Regions from separate parts of the Sus scrofa genome. Here all the other regions are linked to region 2. The links are chromatin contacts, called in public promoter capture Hi-C and targeted proximity ligation maps. All regions are on one chromosome and are shown on one strand. The core of a region is the stretch at or near the end of the contact, and the rest is flanking DNA. Distances in the headings are between cores, read along the strand shown. Region 1 holds the start of SLX1A (structure-specific endonuclease subunit SLX1). Region 2 holds the start of ATXN2L (ataxin-2-like protein). Region 3 overlaps SBK1 (serine/threonine-protein kinase SBK1).

Evidence for each region. Promoter capture Hi-C pulls out the DNA fragments that hold promoters and counts their contacts.
Region 1: a promoter capture Hi-C map of liver shows a contact between it and region 2, with 2.4 times the contacts expected there. A contact is called at or near these places in 1 of 5 promoter capture datasets (liver), 1 of 47 Hi-C or Micro-C datasets (embryonic fibroblasts) and 1 of 2 datasets of targeted methods (alveolar macrophages).
Region 3: a targeted proximity ligation map of alveolar macrophages shows a contact between it and region 2. A contact is called at or near these places in 3 of 5 promoter capture datasets (fetal liver, fetal skeletal muscle and skeletal muscle), 13 of 47 Hi-C or Micro-C datasets (alveolar macrophages, embryonic fibroblasts, fetal skeletal muscle and 6 more) and 2 of 2 datasets of targeted methods (alveolar macrophages and skeletal muscle).

The regions. Positions count from the first base shown.
Region 1 is chr3:18,345,159-18,347,858 of Sscrofa11.1, reverse strand. SLX1A (structure-specific endonuclease subunit SLX1) reads right to left here and starts at 1,358. Exons shown (of 6, transcript XM_021088035.1): 1 at 843-1,358; 2 at 254-305; 3 at 1-149. The coding sequence starts at 1,030. BOLA2B (bolA-like protein 2) reads left to right here. Exons shown (of 6, transcript XM_021088036.1): 3 at 1,287-1,416; 4 at 1,419-1,549; 5 at 1,639-1,736; 6 at 2,026-2,168. The coding sequence ends at 2,125.
Region 2 is chr3:18,504,653-18,507,352 of Sscrofa11.1, reverse strand. It overlaps ATXN2L (ataxin-2-like protein), which reads right to left and starts at 1,261. Exons shown (of 21, transcript XM_021088041.1): 1 at 427-1,261. The coding sequence starts at 728.
Region 3 is chr3:18,714,709-18,717,408 of Sscrofa11.1, reverse strand. All of the region lies in intron 1 of SBK1 (serine/threonine-protein kinase SBK1), which reads left to right. Among named protein-coding and RNA genes, the nearest start is that of SBK1, 17 kb to the left of the region's middle.

The DNA of each region.
Region 1 (2,700 bases), core at 109-2,608, 160 kb after region 2:
AGGGTGAGCGGGAGGCGCGCCCACGGGGGCACGCGCAGCATGTGTGCCAGCACGCGCAGGTGGAAGGCGAAGGCTGCCTCGCCGCGCAGGCGCGGACCCAAATGGGCCAAGCGGCGCGAGGCCTTCGGGTGCTGCCAGGCCCATTCGAACTGCAGGTGGGGGGTATGGAGCTTCAGGGCCGCCCAGGGAAGGCCTCAAGCCCTAGGCACCGCCCCTCAACCGCGTCCTCCCACCTTCCCATCTCCTTTCTTACCCGAAGGGCGGCCACCGCGGAGGGGAAGCCGTGTACTATGAGCACCATCTCCCTGGGGATGAGAAAGTGGGCGCAGCCTGTGAGATCCCTTCCCCATCTGGTGTCAAACTGAAAGCCCTAGTCATAATGCGCCTCCAGTCCCACGCAAAAGTGGATCACACCTGACCTCAAGCTTAGCCCACGAGGCCCTACCCCGTCTCCTCGCACCTGCTAACCTTAGGTTAACCCCCAGGCACAGGTACTTAATTGCCCTTCTCAGTTCCTCTCCCTTCCAGGCTTCCTCTGTTCCAACCCAGCCTTGTTCACCAAGCTCCCTGTCGCTGGACCAAACCTAGATCATCATTCCCCTGCCCACCCAACCCCCTCCTCTGAGACCCACAGCCAAGTTTCACAGTGCTCCTGCGCTCCATCCCCGCGATAGGCCCTCTCTAGTCCCTAGGACCCCGCACCCAGCCCCTTGGGTCAGCCTCCATGCTGGCCCCGCCCACCGTCACTGGCCTGGCCCCGCCCCTCTCGGCCGGCCTCTCCCCCGCCGGGCCACGCCTTCTCCACGAAGCCCTCCTCCTGACTTTGGCCAGCTCCCTCTTACCAAGGCCCGCGGCCACTGGTCCGCCAGGCCCCGCCTTTTTTACGGCCCGCGTTGTGCTGCTGCTCCCGACGAGCAGGGTTGACTGTGAACCCCACGTAGACGCGACCTCGGTGTCGAGGGTTCAGGCAGTAGAGCAGGTAGACGCCGAAGAAGCGCCCGGCCCTCGCCGCGACCCCCGCGGGGCCCATTGGAACTTGCTCTGGCCTGTGACCCTGGAGAGAGCAGGCTTGCCAGGGCTGCCAGATGCTTGTCTAGGAAAAAGCGCTTGGGGCGATCCCGAGTACCCTAAAGGCCACAGCAGTGCAGGCTAGTGCACCCTCTCCTAGCTGGACCTAGGGTATTCAAACCGGCGCACAGAACCCAGGCTGCTATGCAGACGGCAGGCACCAATGGGCGTCCGCTGGGGCCGATTCGGTCCTTATGCAGACTCTCATTGGCTGACAGATGTTAGGAGCAGAACCCCCCAGGATTGTTGGAAAACCGGGCTTGAGAGAGGACGGAAGTGCTGAGTTTACCGACGCCTTAGTAAGGGCGGAAGTAGAGGTCTCAGCGGAAGTGGCGCCAGTAAGGGCGGAAGCAGTGTGGCCGGGGTCCGGGCTGGGGTTCCGTCCCCGCTGGGCTGCTGCCCTCGCTGGGCTGCTGCAATGGAACTCAGCGCCGATTACCTCCGGGAGAAGCTGCAGCGGGACCTAGAGGCTGAGCACGTGGTGAGTTCAGCGGCCTAGACTTGCCCGACGAGGGCAACAGGGCTCCTGGGGGGCGACTTTGGCACCACCCGCACCATTCTGCCCCGTAGGAAGTGGAGGACACGACTCCCAATCGTTGTGCGTCCAGCTTCCGAGTGCTCGTGGTGTCGGCTAAGTTCGAAGGGAAGCCTCTGCTTCAGAGACACCGGTGAGACCCCTCGGGACACCTCACTCAAAGCAATCCCGCTTCCGGGACCACATCCCTGGCCACTCCCCAAAACCTGACTCCCTCACGCCCGCCAGTGTGGCCCAGAATCGCAAACCACGACCCCAGGGATCCCACCTTTGTGGCCTCTACTTCAAATATTAAGATCTAAGCCCGCTGCCTCTCTAGTTTCCAGGTGCTGAGGGCACCTCCACTCTCCCGGCTCACTCTAGCTTTGGGGACCGCGACCCAGGCCCTGACGTGCCTTTTTCTAACCCCATCTCTCTCCCAGGCTTGTGAACACGTGCCTATCGGAAGAGCTTCCGCACATCCATGCCTTTGAGCAGAAAACCCTGACCCCAGAGCAGTGGGCCCGTGAGCAGCAAAAATAAGGAAACCAGACCCACACACCTATTAAATTATGAATCAGGGCCAGCTTCTGTGTCAGTGTGGTGTGTGTAGGAGGGTGGGAAGCATGCAGAGGCTGAGTCTAGGGCCTGGCTTCTCCCTACCTCTTACTCTCTCCATTGTTTTACTTTGGGCAACTCCCTCTCCACACATAGGCCTCTGTGTCTATAAAGTGAAAGTTCTCTCTTTAAAGTCCCTTCCAGGGTAGGCCTCACAGGTCTACTCTGTAATTCTTGGTGGACTCCCTAGGGGTACTGCCACTACCCACCCAACTCTCCCCCCCTCCCCCGCCCCATTCATTGATCATTGCTGGGGGTTCCTGCTCTGTCCTCCTTCAAGATGAACAGATAAGGAGTTCCCGTCATAGCTCAGTGGTTAATGAATCCGACTAGGAACCATGAGGTTGCAGGTTCAAACCCTGGCCCCGCTCAGTGGGTTAAGGATCCAGGTTGCCATGAGCCGTGGTGTAGGTGGCAGACGAGGCTCAGACCCTGCGTTGCTGTGGCTCTGGCTCAGGATGGCGGCTACAGCTCCGATTAGACCCCTAGCCTGGGAACCT
Region 2 (2,700 bases), core at 12-2,511:
TGGGCCGCGCGCCCCCCTCCATTGGCTACGGCCAGGGACCCCTTCCCGCAGCTGACTCCCCATTGGCTGAAGCTCCGGACCGCGAGACCCTTCGTGGTAATGGAGCCGGGGACCCCTATCACCTCTTCACCCCCCCAACTCGTTCCGACGCCGCTGGCGGGATGCGCCCTGCCTGCCCTTAAGGCCCAAGCCCCGAGCAGTGACTGGTCGCTCAGAGCTGAGCGCGCACCCTCAATGTCCCGGTGGCTAGCCGCGGAGGCTTTCCTCCGACCTGTTAGAACCTGAAGGGCCCACCCCCAGCTCCACGGGATTTCCCCACTCCCCCTGGCGTCCCTCAAAGGTGGCCAGAGGCTAGAGGTCTGCCTCGCGCGGTGTACAGGTCTCGGCCACCTTGGCTCCGGCGCCCGGAAACCCACACGTTCTCACCTGGCGCTGCCGATGGCCGCTGCCCCTGGCCTCTCCTGATGTTGCTGCTGCGGCGGCGGCGGCTGTGGCGCCAAGATGCCCTCGGTTCCCCGGCGGAGTCCGCTCCCGGCAGCGGCTGCAGGCCCTAGGCAGGGGGAAGCGGCCGCGGGAGGCCCTGGGGGAGCCGAGGTGGAGGCCAGGGGCCCCGGGAGGCCGCCGTTGGGAGGGCTGGTGCCCCCAGGAGGCCGTCGGGCCACGGCCTGTTGCGTGGGGGGCGGCTGCTGGGGCTGGGAGGTCTGTTGTGGCGGCTGAGGCTTCAACATGATGGCAGCGTCCGGAAAGGGAATTAGGGGGAAGGGAGGGAGAGAGGAGGCCGGGGCTGGGGCCCCGCCGGAGAGCGCGGGAAGCGAGGTGGACTGGGAAGCTGGGGACCCGCCGTTGGCGGGCGGGGGCGAGCCCCGCGGTGTCGGGGGTGGATAGAGAAGACCGCGGCGCGAGGAAGCGCCGCGAGGCGGAAGGGGAGGGGGTCTCGCGGGCCGGAGGAAAGCGAGAGGGCGCGAGCCGGCTTGGCGCGCGTGCGCGTCGCCGGGGAAAAGGGAGGGGGAGGAGCGCCCGGGCGGGAGCTCCCGAAGGGGGAGGGGCGGGGAGGAGGGAGCGTCGGCGCGAGATGTCCGAGCGCACCGGGGCGGTTAGCTCCGGGCGACAGAGGAGGGAATAAAGAAAGGTGAATCTCGCGCCTCTAGCCTTTGGAGTGGGAGAGGAGCAGCGCGGGCGCTCACGCGCGCCAAGGATTTAGGGTCTCTAGATCTCAAGCAGCCCAGAAGACTGCCGGCCGCTGTCGCTTCACAATGAGCGTGTGAAGCGCTGGGGGAGGAGCCGAAGCAGCAGAGAGGAAGGAAGAGCCGGCCGCCCCGCCTACGCCGCCGGCGTAGCGTCGGGATGCCTCCGCAGTCTTGTGAGAAGTCACGACGTAGCGTGCAGTTCTTCCGCCATTCGGGGGCCTGTGGGCGGAGTCTTGAGTGCAAAAAAAAAAAAATCCCGAGAGTAGACCCGGGACTTCGCTGAAGCTGGTGGTAGTTTCGTGGGGAGCTACTCTCGGAGCTTATCTGATTTACATAAAAGCCTGATAGGCGTTAAAGATAGCAGTTTGGAGATAAATATCTGCCTAATTCTAAATTATATTATATGGTTTTCAATATAGTAATTTCTCCACGCCCTGGAACGGGACTCTTAAACTAGCAGCAAAGAGACTGTCTGAAGGCCAAAGTTCCTAGAGTCTAGTTCAAAATCCTCCACCCCACTCGACAAGGAAGGTAGCCTTCATTCATTCAAATTAGTTGGTCATTAGGACATTAGGCTAGGTGTTTTCGATATAACTGTAATGAAATTACTTCCTGCCCTTGTCAAGGAGTTTAAACTAGTGGTAGATTCAGACAATTAGATCTCTTAGGTGAAGCACGGGGCACTAAGAGTAGATAGGAATGACATCTAATTCAGCACTGGGTGATGGGTTTCTAGGCAGGGGGCATAGGATGTGACAAGTTAGGAAAACTTCAGCATGTCTGGAGTATGAAATTAAAGAGGGAGGAGGTTGAAAAAGGAAACTGGAAAATTAAGTAACGTGGGACCAGATATTAAGGAGACATGAGCATAATCCTCAAAGCAGTGGCCACAGCAACACCAGGCCAGAGCCACATCTGTGAGCTACAACACTGCTTGCAGCAATGCCAAGTTCTCTAACCCACTGAGTGAGGCCGGGGATTGAACCAGCATCCTCATGGATACTAGTCGGGTTTGTTAACTGCTGAGCCAAGATGGGAACTCCCACTAGTTGGATTTTTAACCTGTTGAATCACAAGAACTCCCAGATTTACATTTTTTTAATGAACTTTATTTTTTTTTTAACGGCCACACCTGCAGCATATGGGATCAAATCCTAGCCACAGCTGCAGCCTACGCCACAGCTGAGGCAACGCCATATCCTTAATCCACTGTACTGGGCCGGGGATAGAACCGGTTCAATTTTTAAAAGATTACCCTTTGCAGTGTGGAAAATAGAGTGGAGGAGTGATGAGTCTGTGGTTTCAATCCCAGATAAACTTCCAGTGTCTTTCTCTCTCTTCACTCCAGACATCAGCATTGGGACTCTTGCAGCTTTCATTTCTCCCCTAAACAGGCACACACTTCACTCAAAGTCTGCCTTGCTCTTGGGTAGTGTTCCTTCATCCCGCCTGACTCCTAGCTTTGAGAGTGTTAGGTTCCCTTCCTGTGTGTTTGCCCAGCAATTTTCCCAGC
Region 3 (2,700 bases), core at 84-2,583, 210 kb before region 2:
AGGGAACCTGGGCAGAGGAGTGGGGGCATTTCCAGGGAGCAGCCATGACAAGGGTGTTCGGAGCCCAGGCAGAGCGTTATGGACCATCAAGGCAGAAGGGGCTGATGGGCCATGAGAAAGTGATGCTGGCAGGGAACTGTTGGCCTTGATAGATCAAAGAGCTGCTGCTTGTGGGTACCAGAGCAATGGATGAAGGGGATGGAAGGGAGAAACACAGAGGGAGGGAGTCTAAATAGAGATCTCAGAGGGGGTAGGGGTGCAATTGCAAGCTGTAGGGTGTGAGCCTCAGAGACAGAGGGGAGAGGGTTAAGGTGACAGGAAAGGCCAGAGAACCAAGGGTGTGCTGAGATCTCCTCCACCCTTGCCTCTAAGGTTTGTACCCAGAAGACCTAAAGATGGTGAAAGAATGGAGTTCTCATTGGGGCTCAGCAGGTTAAGGACCTGATGAGTACCCATGAGGATGCTGGTCCAATGCCTGGCCTCACTCAGTGGGTTAAGGATCCAGCATTGCCGTAAGCTGCTGCTCAGATCTGGCGTTGCTGTGGCTGTGGCATAGGCCTGCAGTTATAGCTCTGATTTGACCCCTAGCCTGGGAACCTCCATATGCTGGGGGTGTGGTCCTAAAAAGAAAAAAAGATGGTGAAAGAAGAGATTGATTCATTTGTTCTGGGTGTGGTCTGGGCATCGGGATTTTTAAAAACTCCCCAGTAGATTACGATGTGCAGCAGAGTTTGAGAACCATGGGTGTAGACAAGGAGACACAGGGTCTGACAGAGAAAGAGACAGGGGGGCAACAGGAAGGTTGCCTGAGGCTGGCATGGCTGGTGGAGCCTGACCAGGGAAAGGGGCTTTAGAGGAGCAGCTGGGTAGGCGTCGCGTGTCCTGGGTTGTAGGTGAGAAGGTGGAGATGTTGTGATCTTCCCCTGGAGAACTAGAGAGTAAACGCGTGGGTGTACGCTGTGTGTGCGTTGGGCGGGTCGGGGTGTCAGCGCTTATAAGTGAGACAGAGACAGACGAGACCAGCGCCTGGCTCGCTCATCGTCTGTCCTGCACTGTGGCAGACTGGCCACTAGAGGGAGCGCCACGCCCGCACATGCAGGGCTGGCCCAGCAGGTTCCATTTGTGCTTCCACCTCTTTTGCTGACCGTTTCTATCTTCAAAGTTCAGGTACTGCAGCCGCATAGTCCTAGGGTTAACGCCAGGTCCCACTACTTCTAGGCTGTGTGACTTTAGCCAGTTACCCGACCGCTCCGTGACCCACTTTCGTCCGCGGTTCAGCGGGCACGGCGATGGCCCTGACCTGAGATGATTCGCAGGATGAATGAGGTCACGCCTGTGAAGCGCTGCTGCCACACTGAGGAATGGCTAATCCGACCTGACAGTGGAGGAGGTCTTGCCTCCGCCTCTGTCTTTCTCTGCTCTTGCAGCCCCTGCAATCCTGCCCTACCCAGCCCAGATCCAGGGTGAGAAATGGAAGGTGACTTCTGGACTGGGGGAAGAGCAGAGGCTGGGGTGGGGGTGGCCTCCGGCAGGCACAGCCCTGGCTGAGCTCCCCCTTTTCCTGTTCAGTCTTGCTGGTTCTCTCGTTTCTGGAGCAAACCTCTCCCTGTGGCTCATTCCTGGCCGTGGTCTCATCCTTCTGCCTCCAAGCCTCCTTCTGCACCTGCAGATACCCAAGAGATTAGCAGCTGCCCTTGCCTGGCAACCACATCATCCCCTGATGGATGTCACTGCCTGTACCTGAGAGGCTCAGAGGGGGGTACCTCTTCCCAGCCATTCTCCTAACTGCCCCTGCTCCTGCCCAGCTTCTGCCCAGACCAGCCAAGAGCTGACCTCTGAGGCTACACCCCAGGTGGTGTCTGCATTCCCAGGTTTGCCAAGACCCCCGGTGTGGATGTTGCAGTGGGCAGAAGGCTCACAGAAGCAGCCCTTCTATCCTATCCTTGGTCCCCCCCTCAAGGACAGAGCCTGCCTGACTTTTGAAAAATGATTTCAAAAATATTCTGCCAAGGAGTTCCCGTTGTGGCTCAGTGGGTTAAGAACCTGACTAGTATCTATGAGGAAGCTGGTCTGATCCTTGGCTTTACTCAGTGGGTTAAGGATCCAGGGTTGCCATGAGCTGTGGTGTAGGTCACAGACGCAGCTCGGATCTGGCATTGCTGTGGCTGTGGCATAAGCTGGCAGTTGCAGCTCCGACTTGACCTCTGGCCTGGGCACTTCCATATGCTGCAGGTGCAGCCCTAAAAAGAAAAAAAAAAATGCCAATATTTTAAAAATCAGGGCATTATAGCTTAGGATCCAGATTTCCAGCTTCTCCTGAAAAATTGGAAGCTCTGAAAAGCTGAGTTCACATTCCCACAATGACAGCAGTGGGCCACTGGGGATAGGGACCACCATTCAGATGAGCCAGGGCTCTCCAGATCACCCTGTCCCCACCCAAGCCATGTTCCCCCATTCACAGTCCCGCCTTGGTTCCTGTGGGCATCTCAGTGTGTGACCCTGTGAAAAGAGACCTGTTCCTAAAAGGCTTCATGTAAACATGTCCAGGATTGCAGCTGCTGGCCCAAGGCAGGCAGGAATGCAGAGGTAGGCGGGTGGGAAGCCCTAGAAATGAGAGCAGACCCTCAGGGGCCAGGAATCCTTGGGGACCAGAGAGCTGCTAGTGTCCTCCGCTTCTGGTAGAATTTCATGGTCCAGGGG